Regions from separate parts of the Mus musculus genome. Here region 1 is linked to region 2. The links are chromatin contacts, called in public Hi-C maps. All regions are on one chromosome and are shown on one strand. The core of a region is the stretch at or near the end of the contact, and the rest is flanking DNA. Distances in the headings are between cores, read along the strand shown.

Evidence for each region. A called contact is a pair of places that touch in the nucleus more often than the background predicts.
Region 1: a Hi-C map of the HPC-7 cell line shows a contact between it and region 2, with 2.3 times the contacts expected there. The contact joins two enhancer-like sites. A contact is called at or near these places in 1 of 39 promoter capture datasets (pre-B cells) and 1 of 484 Hi-C or Micro-C datasets (the HPC-7 cell line).

Annotation. Positions count from the first base shown.
Region 1 is chr5:68,046,153-68,051,811 of GRCm38.p6, reverse strand. All of the region lies in intron 1 of Grxcr1 (glutaredoxin, cysteine rich 1), which reads right to left. Among named protein-coding and RNA genes, the nearest start is that of Grxcr1, 17 kb to the right of the region's middle. Within about 2 kb of position 2,866, at least 51 of the 459 cell types and tissues checked have an H3K27ac peak or open chromatin away from gene starts, as enhancers often do. A contact at or near this core is called in the HPC-7 cell line, where this site is marked.
Region 2 is chr5:67,319,069-67,324,584 of GRCm38.p6, reverse strand. All of the region lies in intron 2 of Slc30a9 (solute carrier family 30 (zinc transporter), member 9), which reads right to left. Among named protein-coding and RNA genes, the nearest start is that of Slc30a9, 15 kb to the right of the region's middle. Within about 2 kb of position 2,509, at least 5 of the 459 cell types and tissues checked have an H3K27ac peak or open chromatin away from gene starts, as enhancers often do. A contact at or near this core is called in the HPC-7 cell line, where this site is marked.

The sequences.
Region 1 (5,659 bases), core at 1,617-4,116, 730 kb before region 2:
TATGTTAAATAGCACCGCAGCCATTTGTCCTGGGGTTGAGCCCTCACAGTCCCTTGGACTATTTTCCTTCTGTTGCCTTGCCCAACTCCAATGTTTTTATTTTATTTATTTATTATTATCCCTTAGAAAACTGTTTTCTAATGAGGGACAGAAAGGATGTGACTCCAGATGTGAGGAGAAGTGGGGAGGAACTGGGAGGAGTAGAGGGAGGGAAAACTCTTTTCCAAAATACATTATATAAGAAAAAAAAATCTAGTTTCAATAAATGAAAAAATAGATACTTTCTAACGCAGGCATTCTATAAAAGGGTTGTTGTTTTTTTCCTTATTCCTAATGTGGTAGTATGCTTTCAAGTAATTCGGAAAAAAAAAAATAGGTTGTTTGTGACTAGCAGAAGCAGACAAGCCTGACGAGTTTATTCAAGGCCTCTGTGAGAATGAATCTGCCTGGCTCTGCATGCAGAGAGCTTTCAAGCATTGTTCTCAGATGTGAACTGACTTCCAGCCCAGTGCCTGCAAAGGCTTCTGAGACAAGTGGGGACAATAAGGAGCTGTGGGAAGGATGGACACAGAGGTTGGGGGTCTTACTTTGTTTTTGATTTACATCAGGAAGAGATAAAGCCCTGGGCATTGTGCTGTCGAAGCTGCTTGCTCCAGCATGCAGTAATATAATCACTACAATTATAATATTAGAAGACGCAAACCTGTCCGTTAAAAAGCTCTGGGCCTGGAGATGGAGAGAGAAAAATGATTAGATGATAGATACCAACACATGGATGGCAAAAAAAAAAAAAAAAAAAAAAAAAAGCAACGAAATGATTCCTAATGAAATTCCTATATACTCATCAGTGCTTAACCCAATCCTCAGCAGAGAGGCTACATACACACAGCTACTGCTGGGAGTAGATGCAGAGACCCAGAGTCAAGCACTAAGCTGGACCAAGGGAATTTCACAAAAATAGTGGGAAGAAGGACTGATTGTAGGACTCAGAGAGGTCAAGGACACCACAAGAACACAGCCCAAAGAATCAACTAATCAGGGCTCCCTTGGTTCAGTTGGTTCAGTTGGTTCACAGAACCTGAACCAACAATCAAGGAGGGAGCCTATATGGGTCTGACCTATGTCCCTTACATACATTATAGCTGTGTAGCTTGGTGTTCCTGTGGGGATCCCTACAGTGGAAGGAAGGGCTTATCTCTAGCTCTTTTGCCTTCAGTTAGGACCCTTTTTCTCCTACTGTGTTGCCTTATCCAGCTTTAATATGAAGGTTTGTATCTAGTCTTATTCTAATGTGATATCTCCCTGGGAGGCCTGCACTTCATTTTTGAAGGGAAACAAGAGGAATGGATCTGGGGGCAAGGAGGTATGGGAAGGGACTGAGAAGAATGGAGGGGAAATTGTGGTTGGCATGTAATGTATGGAAGAAGAATGAGAGACAGAGGACGAGGGAGGGAAGAGAGAGAAAGAGAGAGAAGAGGGAGGAGAGGGGAGGAGGAGGAGGAGGAGGAAGAGAAGGAAGAGGAGGAGAAGGAGGAGGAGCAGGAGGAGGAGGAGGAGGAGGAGAATACTGAGGATGTTTCTAGACTTTTCTTTTCCTAATAAAACAGTAACTCCTGGACAGAATATTGTTATTTGCCCCTCTACCTTTCTATTTCTTATCTTGTGTGGGCTTTCAAACCCCTAAGGCAGTGCCTTATTTGTTCTGTAGTACATACATACACTAAGGATCACAAAGTATAATATAATAAAAAGGACCACTAAGGAAAAACTTCTGGTCAAAAGAATCGAATCTCTGCCCTGGTGAAGACCTAACATTCCATCTGGGCTGGTTCAGTTGCTTTGAGTAAGAGACCAGCCCTGGAAGGGAAGCTCACGTTAGTCAAGCTAAAGAGATGGGTGGGATCATTAGTCCTTAAGAACTATAAGTCTTCTTCCCCAAATCCCCGCATCTATTGTAGCAGCTTGTGGACCACAGCTATGTAAGATCAACAGTATCCGCTTTCACAAAGTATTTGGGAAAGTATAACTTCCAATTTCTCTCTTCCTCTTCTAGCCAGCTTTTCCTGACACTTAGGGCTTTCCCCTAACTGTCTGGTCTTCCTTCCTCTTTCTCGAAAACCTCTCTCCCCATCCTCTGTGTGGCCGTTTGTCAAGTTTCTAACCTCCATGACAGTTTAAAGGGCATGTGTTTGGTTTTTGTCTTTTTGTCTTTGTTTTTGATCTTCCTCTCTTCCATTCTCCTCTGCCAGGAAGCAGCTTAAGTGCACAGCTTGCCTTCCCTGGTTTGTTTTGTTTGTTTGTTTGTTTTTGTTTTTGTTTTTGTTTTAAGCACTAATGAGACTGTCCTTGAGCTTCCATTTGAGCTCACTCTTAAATTGTTTTATAAATGAGAGAGAGAACCCCAAGAGAGCACGCTGATCTCCCCTGCCCCACTATAATGCAAATGCAACCTCAGAAAAAAGCCCAGCTCTTTATCACATATTAACCCACCAAATAGCCTTAGCAACAGCTACTTCCAAACTTCCTCCGTAAAATGTCGTATCCTGTATGTTTTAAGCCCTGTCGAATAGTGTCCTCTGTGGTTTGGAGCTAAAACCATTTCCAAGAGGAAAAAATAATTCTGGGTTGGTGTACAAAAACATGAGAAATCAAGCCAGAAGAGAGTGCCTTTGACTCTATCCAGAACATGCAGGCTAGGCCTGGGGTGACAGGTGTGACAAGGAAAGCAGAGACACAAGGCGTGTGGGCGGCTGGCTACACTGGCAGACACTTGGCCAGGTAGACAGGAGAGGGAATGCCATGCCATCCACAGCAATGGCAGGGGCCAGAGCCAAGGCAGGATGTGAGAAAGAGGAAGTGGCCTCAGGAAAACCGGTTCTTGTGGCAGAAGCTGAGCCAAGTTTAGAGATAGCTGCTGAGACTCCCAGAGACGATGCCTTCTGGCAAGAAATGGGTCAGTGGCCTGCTGCTTCCCATGCAGACCCAGGTCTAAAAGACACTGTCTGGGGCCAACCAAGTATTACTAAGATTTACACAGTTGGGTCAGTATGTCCTACCTCTGTCCCCTAAAAGCTCCTGTGTTCATATTATGTTTTACAATACCAACGTGTGATATTTTTCATAAGAATGAACCAACATTCTCTCAGAATAGGAATTCGGTGTTATTAATCTTTGAACCTTCATTGTTTAGTGGAGTTCTTCCCCCCCATAATATTAACATTATTTTTAAAACAGGAAAATTTATTAGTAATATACATTTAGAGAAACAGTTTAATTTTTTCATAACAAAATATAATTTCATAATTTCTCTCTTCCTTTCATTCCCTCTATATCTCCCTCCTCTCTTTCAAATTCATGGCCTTTTAAAAAATTTTTGGTATATACATACATACTTATATGTACATGTGCATATATGTACATATATTCCTAAATACACCTAGCTTACTCTGAATATTACTTGTATGTGGCTGATCATTTGGTACTGGATAAATGGTTGCTGTGTTCTTCCCTAGGGAAGCAGTATATCTCCTTCTCTCTGCATTTTAGGAGTACCTTAAGTATAATTTAAAGAGAAATTATATAACTATTAACAGTATTCACAGGGCACTTATAATTAGCTGAACATTGGGCAAAAAGCTTGTTTTAAAGTAGGATATTAATATCATAGGAAACAGTCACTACAACTCTCTTCTCTTTACAAATAAATAAGTAGATAAATAAGTAAATAAATAGGCTTCATTTGAAACCAGGCCATGTTCCTCCAGGGCACACAGCCATTACTTACCAAAGGAGAAAAAGTGAACACATTAATCATTTTAGATACTACTAGAGAGTAATCTGTTTCTTCTATTCTTTTTCTCACAAGGAAAAAAAATGGGCCTTTGTTCCCCAAACCCATGGGTCTTCCCTTGCTTCTGAGTAACTGTCACAAGTGTGTTTTCCCAGCCTGGGCAGGGAGGCAATGAAGTTGAAGAGTCCTAAGAGTTAGAACAATTCAAAGGTGGATGCCCTGAGAGAGGGGCAGTGGGGGAGCTTCCGGGGTGCTTACAACACAAGGATTGCATCACAGGGTTAAGGACAGTGGTGGGGACACCAGGGCCCCTGAGCCAGGACCATTTTTTAGATCTCCTAGACCCCTGTTGTGTTGTTATCACTGAGTAGAGAAAGTACCCGAAAGACCAGGAGCAGACATTCTAGTCCTCTCTGAAAAATAGATAAAATCTGATAGAGAAAAGTCAAGTCAAATAAGGTTTTTGTACATTAGTTAATAACCAATGACTAACAACAGAAAGGGAAAATGAGAGTAAAGGACTCATTTAATCAGTGTCAGCAACTAATCCGTTTATCCAGCCCCTGTGTCTAATTCACTTCTCCTTTGCTTCCATCATCAAACCCATTCTTTGGGGGTTGTTAATTCCATGCCCAGAAATCCTTTCTACAATAAAAAAAAAAAAGATCATCTTTGAGAAGATCAACTTATAACTTAGGCAGGAAATACTGACTTCTCATGATAATTAAGTAGAAACCTAGGAGACAAAAAAAGGGATAGATAGATAATATGATATAAATAGATATAGATTTCATAACTATAGAACAGCCTTGAAGGCTGGGTTTAACATCTCCCCTCAAAGCTCATGAAGAAGAGGAGTCAGAAAGATGCAAGAGCCAGAGGAGATGGGTAGTTCCAGTAAAACAGTGTCTTTCTGACACTGCATGGCTGACTCACAGAGACTATGGCAGCAGGCACAGGTTCAAGCCTGATAGTATCCCAGCACTTAGAGAAATAGACACAAGGTCCCATCCCTAACAAGATGCTATCTCTAAGAGTCAACCACACACAAATGAAAACTTAGTTGAGTCTCAGTGGGTATACAAGCCACACTTAATGACAGACCTCATGCTCAGTAGTAAACAACAACACAAAATAGTAGTTTTAGTGTTTTTGTTGTTTGTTTTATTGGTTTTGGTTGGTTGGTTGGTTGGTTGGTTAGTTGGCTGGCTGTTGTTTTGTTTTGTCTCATAATGCTTTGTTTGGGATTTTTTCCCCCTTACAAGTCTTTTGCTTATATGTTATGGTTTCTGATTTTATGTTTTTATTAGTTTTGCTTGTATGAATGTGTATATCTCTGTATGGATATTTTCTTTTGCTTTCTCTTAATTGTTTCTTATTTTTAATATTTTGTCTTTTTTCTAAAGAGAGAGAGAACAGGAAAGTGTGGAGTTGGATGGATGAGGAGGTGGTAAGGATCTGAGAGAAAATGAAGGAAAGAAAACTATGATCAGAATATACTGTATGAAAACTTTTTCAATAAAAATAGAAAATGTGGGTTAATTAAGATAATCTATAAAACCCTTTCTCAAATTTCCATTTTTTTTTTCAGTATAGTTAGTGAGGATGTGGAATCCCTACAGAAGGTTGGTTTATAAGAGGTAGCCTCATTATAAATGCTGACTGTTTCTTTTCATTGAAAAGACGTACAGTGGAGAAAGGAAACCCCACCTCCAGTGGAAAGACAGGGCATCAAATGGAGGGATGGGGTTGCCACTCCCACTGTCAAAAACTCTGACCCAGAATTGCTCCTGCCTAAAAGAACTGCAGGGACAAAAATGGAGAAGAACCTGAGAGAAAGGAGGTCCAGTGACAGGCACAAATTTGGAT
Region 2 (5,516 bases), core at 1,260-3,759:
ACAATCATATTATCCCAAACTATTTTAATTCATTCTATAAAATATAACATATAAACATGTTAAACTTCATAAAAGCTACTTACCCTTCATTAGTATACTACAGGAGAAAAGGCATGGAATCATTTCAAGAACTAACGACAAAGCTTTTAGTAAAACTCAGCATCAGCACACACACCATAGCCTTTCAGAAAACCAACAAAAGGACTCGTTCTAAAGAGTGAAGCAAACCTGTGATGTGTCAGATCTGATGGTCAGAGTGGAGTGTGAGGTGCTAGATTGATGGTCAGAGTGGAGTGTAAGGTGTCAGATCTGATGGTCAGAGTGGAGTGTGAGGTGTCAGATCTGATGGTCAGAGTGGAGTGTGAGGTATCAGATCTGATGGTCAGAGTGGAGTGTGAGGTGCTAGATTGATGGTCAGAGTGCAGTGTGAGGTGCTAGATTGATGGTCAGAGTGGAGGTGCATTCAAAATAGAGAAACAAGGCACCAAGGGTTCTTTCACCATTTTAGAGACAACAGTCACTGACAAGTCTCTTAAGTGATGTTAGACAAATGCACCTCCATTCACATCCCCAAAACCACTAATAAAGGTAAATGATAAAAAGAAAGGTGCCTGCTTCCCACCTTAAGCAAAACCAAACCAAACCAAACCAAAAAAAAAACCCTTAGAAATACAAATTCAAATACCAATGCATTTGAATGCCCCATGTAGACACCAGAGACTACTGGGGTTTTTGTTTGTTTGTTTTTTGTTTTTCGAGAGAGTTTCTCTATATAACCCAGGCTGTCCTGGAACTCACTCTGTAGACCAGGCTGGCCTCAAACTCAGAAATCCACCTGCCTCTGCCTCCCGAGTGCTGGGATTAAAGGTGTGTGCCACCACGCCAGGCTCAGAGGGAAGAAGGAAAAGTCTCAATTTGGGAGAAACTACTTCCAACAGAGTTAACAAATGATTTGTTTCAAGTCTATTTTAAAACTTCCTCCAGATCAATAAGAAAAGGTTCATTAAAATGAACATTATAGCAAACTTGCATAGAAAAACAAATATGCATTAGCATTAGATTATGAAAAGGTGATTATTTCATTAATGGAATTCAAATGAAACTAAAGAATTGCATTTTACAACCATTACACTATGGAAAATGAAAAACCACACCACCTGATCTTGGTAACGGTACAAAGAGAGAGAATATGGCTGTTGGTGGGAACAGGCACAAATGTCTATCAGAGAACTATGATCCTCGAAGTCTTCCAGGTCAATGAATAAGAAATCCTTGCACAAGGGCAACTGTACATGGCATTCACAGCAGCACTGTGTTCTGTTTTAAAAACTGCAACCATCAAAAGCCCATCAGCAAAAGAACAGTGACATCCCTTCCTTTTATAAGCAGTGAGTGCAAACCTCACCATGGCTAGCTATCTCTTCTAAGCCAAACACTGCTGTTGTGTCAACTCTTTAATTCATACAACAGCCTCAATAGTTTGTGCTGTAATTATCTTTGTGAAAATCACCAAAGCACACAAATACAGAGTCAGGATAAATCTAGCAACAAAACTTAATGAAAAAGGAGACAAACTACAAAGAATACACAAAAATCTATTGCAACAAAGTTCAAAAATAGACAAAACTAAACAATTTAGAGCACACAAGCATGCTAAGTTGTTCCTTTCACCTCCCCTTTAAAAAGATTTATTTCTGAATTATGTGTGCCTGTGTGAGCCTGGGTACCACGTGCAGCAGGAGTCCGTGGAGACCAGAAGAGGGCATTGGATCCCTGGGGTTAAGGTTGTGAAGCTCCTGCTGTCAGTACTGGCACTGGAGTCTTCTACAACAGCAGTAAGTGCTCTCAACTCCTCAGTACCCCTGCCTCATTTTAAAAACAAAACAAAACAAAACACCAACAAAAAGACCCAAGGTGCTAAAGCTGAAAATAATGCCATAGACTCACATGGCAAATGCAAATGTGAGAAGGATGTTACCAAAGAGAAGATTATTTTCTAACTTAAAAATATTTCAATGTATGTGTATATTTTATAATAAAAACTTCATTCACTCTTAAAACATTTCTCTTTATTACAACTTGACTTCATTCAACTAGAATTGCATGTTTTAATCACAGCTCAGTGAGTCCAGCACATGTCCTCAGCAGCCAGCCTGCGCTGCTAGATTTAGTTCCCACAAAACCATTTTGGCATTGGTTTTATGATCTCTACCTGAAGAAACTGAAGCACAGAGAGGTTCTAATGTCCCTCAAAGTCACACAACTACAATTTCCTCTTCATAAGGAAACAGGCGAAAGGTCCTGTACCTGCACAGGTGATATTTTAGAAATGGAAGGAGAAAGGACTGAAACCTAAGACATTTTTATTAGTGCGGTGCACGCTGTTAAGCACATACTGCCTCCATGCTTACAATGACATGTGACTTCATAAGCAGCATCTGCGTATTTTACACTGAGGAAGACAGAGAAGGCTCACAGTGAGTACTGAGCAATTAGCAACAGGAAAGCCACGGGAAGCTCGTGACAAGCCGCTTTCTGGGGAAGAACGAGGATGGGGCAGTGATGAGGCAGGAACACAGAATATCATCTGGGTTTTCAGCAGAAGCTGAGAACAGAATGAAGGAAGGGTTGACCTCATTTCAAGGAAGGGGAAAACTGCTGGTGCAGTTAAAAAATAAATCCTACGAACAAAGTCCTAGAGCAAATGAGAGAGAGGACCAAAGTACAGCGGAGTCTGTGCTCCCACTGCGCTGCGAATGGATGTGTTAATTATCCGTCGCAGCATTACACATGACCATTTGACTGTGGTTCACCTGGACCAGCTTATTGTCTGTTCCCAGAGTACTGTCCTTTTTTCCTTGCTTTTATTTTTTTCTTTCACGTTTCCTGCTATCCGTTAGAGTCAATCAACTTCCCATACGTTCCGCTTGTCCCATCCTCCTACCACTGGTTTGGAATTTATAAAATTATATTTCTACTCTTTAATTTAGTGTACATAGGATATTCCCTGTAAGATTTTCAGCCATCTGCAAAGTTAGTATTTCTACTCTCCTCTAGAACAAGAAATTTTTTCTTATCACTCAGGATTACAGTTTTAATACTAAATTTTGACAAAATGTTTGCTATTTCTATTACCAATTCTTAATTTTACCAACATCACTTATTCATTTCTTATTCTTCACAGCCCTTTCTATCATATCCTGATTTCCCTGAGTTTATTTTGCAACTTAGAGAAATATCTATGTTTACAGTGCTCTTTAACTCTGAATGGCTGGTTTGTAACAGCAACCTTTATGTGTAATATCATGCTTATTTCACCTTTAGCTCAGCATGAAATCCCAGGGGGACATTCAGTTTTCCTTTTCTGATTCCAAAGATATCACTCCCAAGGAGCGGTCCCTTGGCCTCCTGCATACTGTTGATATAAATATTATTTCAAATGAGCAGGAACTGGCTTCTCTGTTTGGCAGCTTTTAGGTTAAATTGTTTCTTGGTCTGTTTTTCCAATCTGCTTTCCCTAGACAAGATATCTAAATGGGTTCTTTTTGTTTTTATTTATTTTTTTATCCTGCTCAATAGTCCAAATGTAATGAATTTTTCTGGTTTGTTTGGTTTTGGTTTTTTTGAGAAAGTCTCACTAAGTAGCTCTAGCTGTCCTGGAACTTACTGTGTAAACCAGGCTGCCCTTAAACTCACAGAGATCCTGCCTGTCTCCTAAGTGCTGAGATTAACGCATGTGCCAACATGCCCAACTTGTTCAAAGTCACTGTAGTTGAAGAACCTTGTTTTTCTCAAATTCTGAACACCATGTGCATATGCTCTGTGTGTGTGTGTGCCTGTGTCTTTCTTTCTCTGTGTCTTTGTCTCTCACTCTCTTTTAATGTCTGTGTGGGATGTCTGTGTGTGGTATATGTGCACATTTTAATGTGACCGTAGATGCAAAGTAGACTTGCATCATGTGGAGGTCAGAAGACAATTCATGATGCTAATCCTTCCTTCTACCTTCTTATTGTTTGCTGCTGCATATGCCAAGCAAGCTGGCCTGTGAGCTTCTTGAATTCTCCCATCTCTACCTCCCATTTCACTGTAGGCATGCTGGGATCATAGACGCTCTACTGCATCTATCTTTATGTGGGTTCCGGGGGTCGGAACTCCAGTGCTCACACTTGATGGCAAACACTTTATCATCTAACAATTCCCTCAGCCCTCCATTATCTCTATAAATTACTTATTCCTGTCTATAAATTACTTATTACTGTCTTCTCCCTCTTAAATGTCTATGAAATGCAAGCTAGAGCTTCATGCTATTTTGTTTTGTCTGTTTGAGACAGGATCTGATCTGGTACGCACAAGCTGGTCTCAGGCTCATAGCAATTCTGTCTAAACTGAAATCTGCTGTCAAAAGCTTCAGAAACACCACTTTCCCCACAATGATCATTTACCCAAAGCACATAAAATAAGTTGCTCTCAGATGGAAACTTGTAAATATTCTCATTCTGAACTGTCTAGATGTTACTATATATATATAATGCTCTGAAGCACAAACAAGGAGGTTAGTAATGGCTCAAACACATGCATGAATACTTATTTTACAAACCACAACCATCTTAATAAACTCACACTACATTGCTGATATAGAATCTCCATAATTTCCACTAATAATCAGATATTCTATCCATGAATGCCTCTAGACATTTGTTTTTAAGCTCAAATTCTGGCTGTTTGCCACACATCTGCTGTCATTAGTAAAATTAAAACTAATTTTACTAAAATTCAAACCATCTGAATGCTCTTAAAAATTTAAGGATGTCTTAGCAAGCCTCTGCTCCTTAATGAGCCATTCCTGACTTTATCATGTGATTTGAATTATTCAAAAGTCAATCTCAAACTCTTCAGTATATAAATTATCTTTCAATCAAGCAATTACTTGGTGTCTATCTGATATCTAACAAGGTCTAATTTGGCCTAGGCAAATCTTGAAAAAGAGTCCAAAATAAAAAATGTCAGTAGACAATGTAATTCTAGTAAAAGACAATTAAACTAGGGACTGGAGAGTTGGCTCAGTGGTTAAGAGCACTGACTGCTCTTCCAGAGGTCCTGAGTTCAATTCCCAGCAACCACATGATGGTTCACAACCATTTGTAATGGGATTCGATGCCCTCTTCTGGTGTGTCTGAAGACAGTGACAGTGTACTTATATATATGAAATAAATAAATTAAAAAAAAAGACAATTAAATTAAAATTTTTATTACACTCAGCAGAGAAAAAGGAAACCAAACCAAAAATGTAAATCTTAAAGTTTTTGTATAGTGCAAGCAACATTCACTATTTCCTTCTGCATTTAGGCTTCCCTAAGAAACCCACTATATGATCTGTTGTGTCATCTCAGCAACTGTCTCTTCCTTTACTGTGTCTTTATAATAAGCACAGCCTGAGTTCTGGAACGAAGAGACTCATTACACATTTTATCCCTTTAATCAGTAATATCCAATTCTAAAAATTTAATCAATCAATG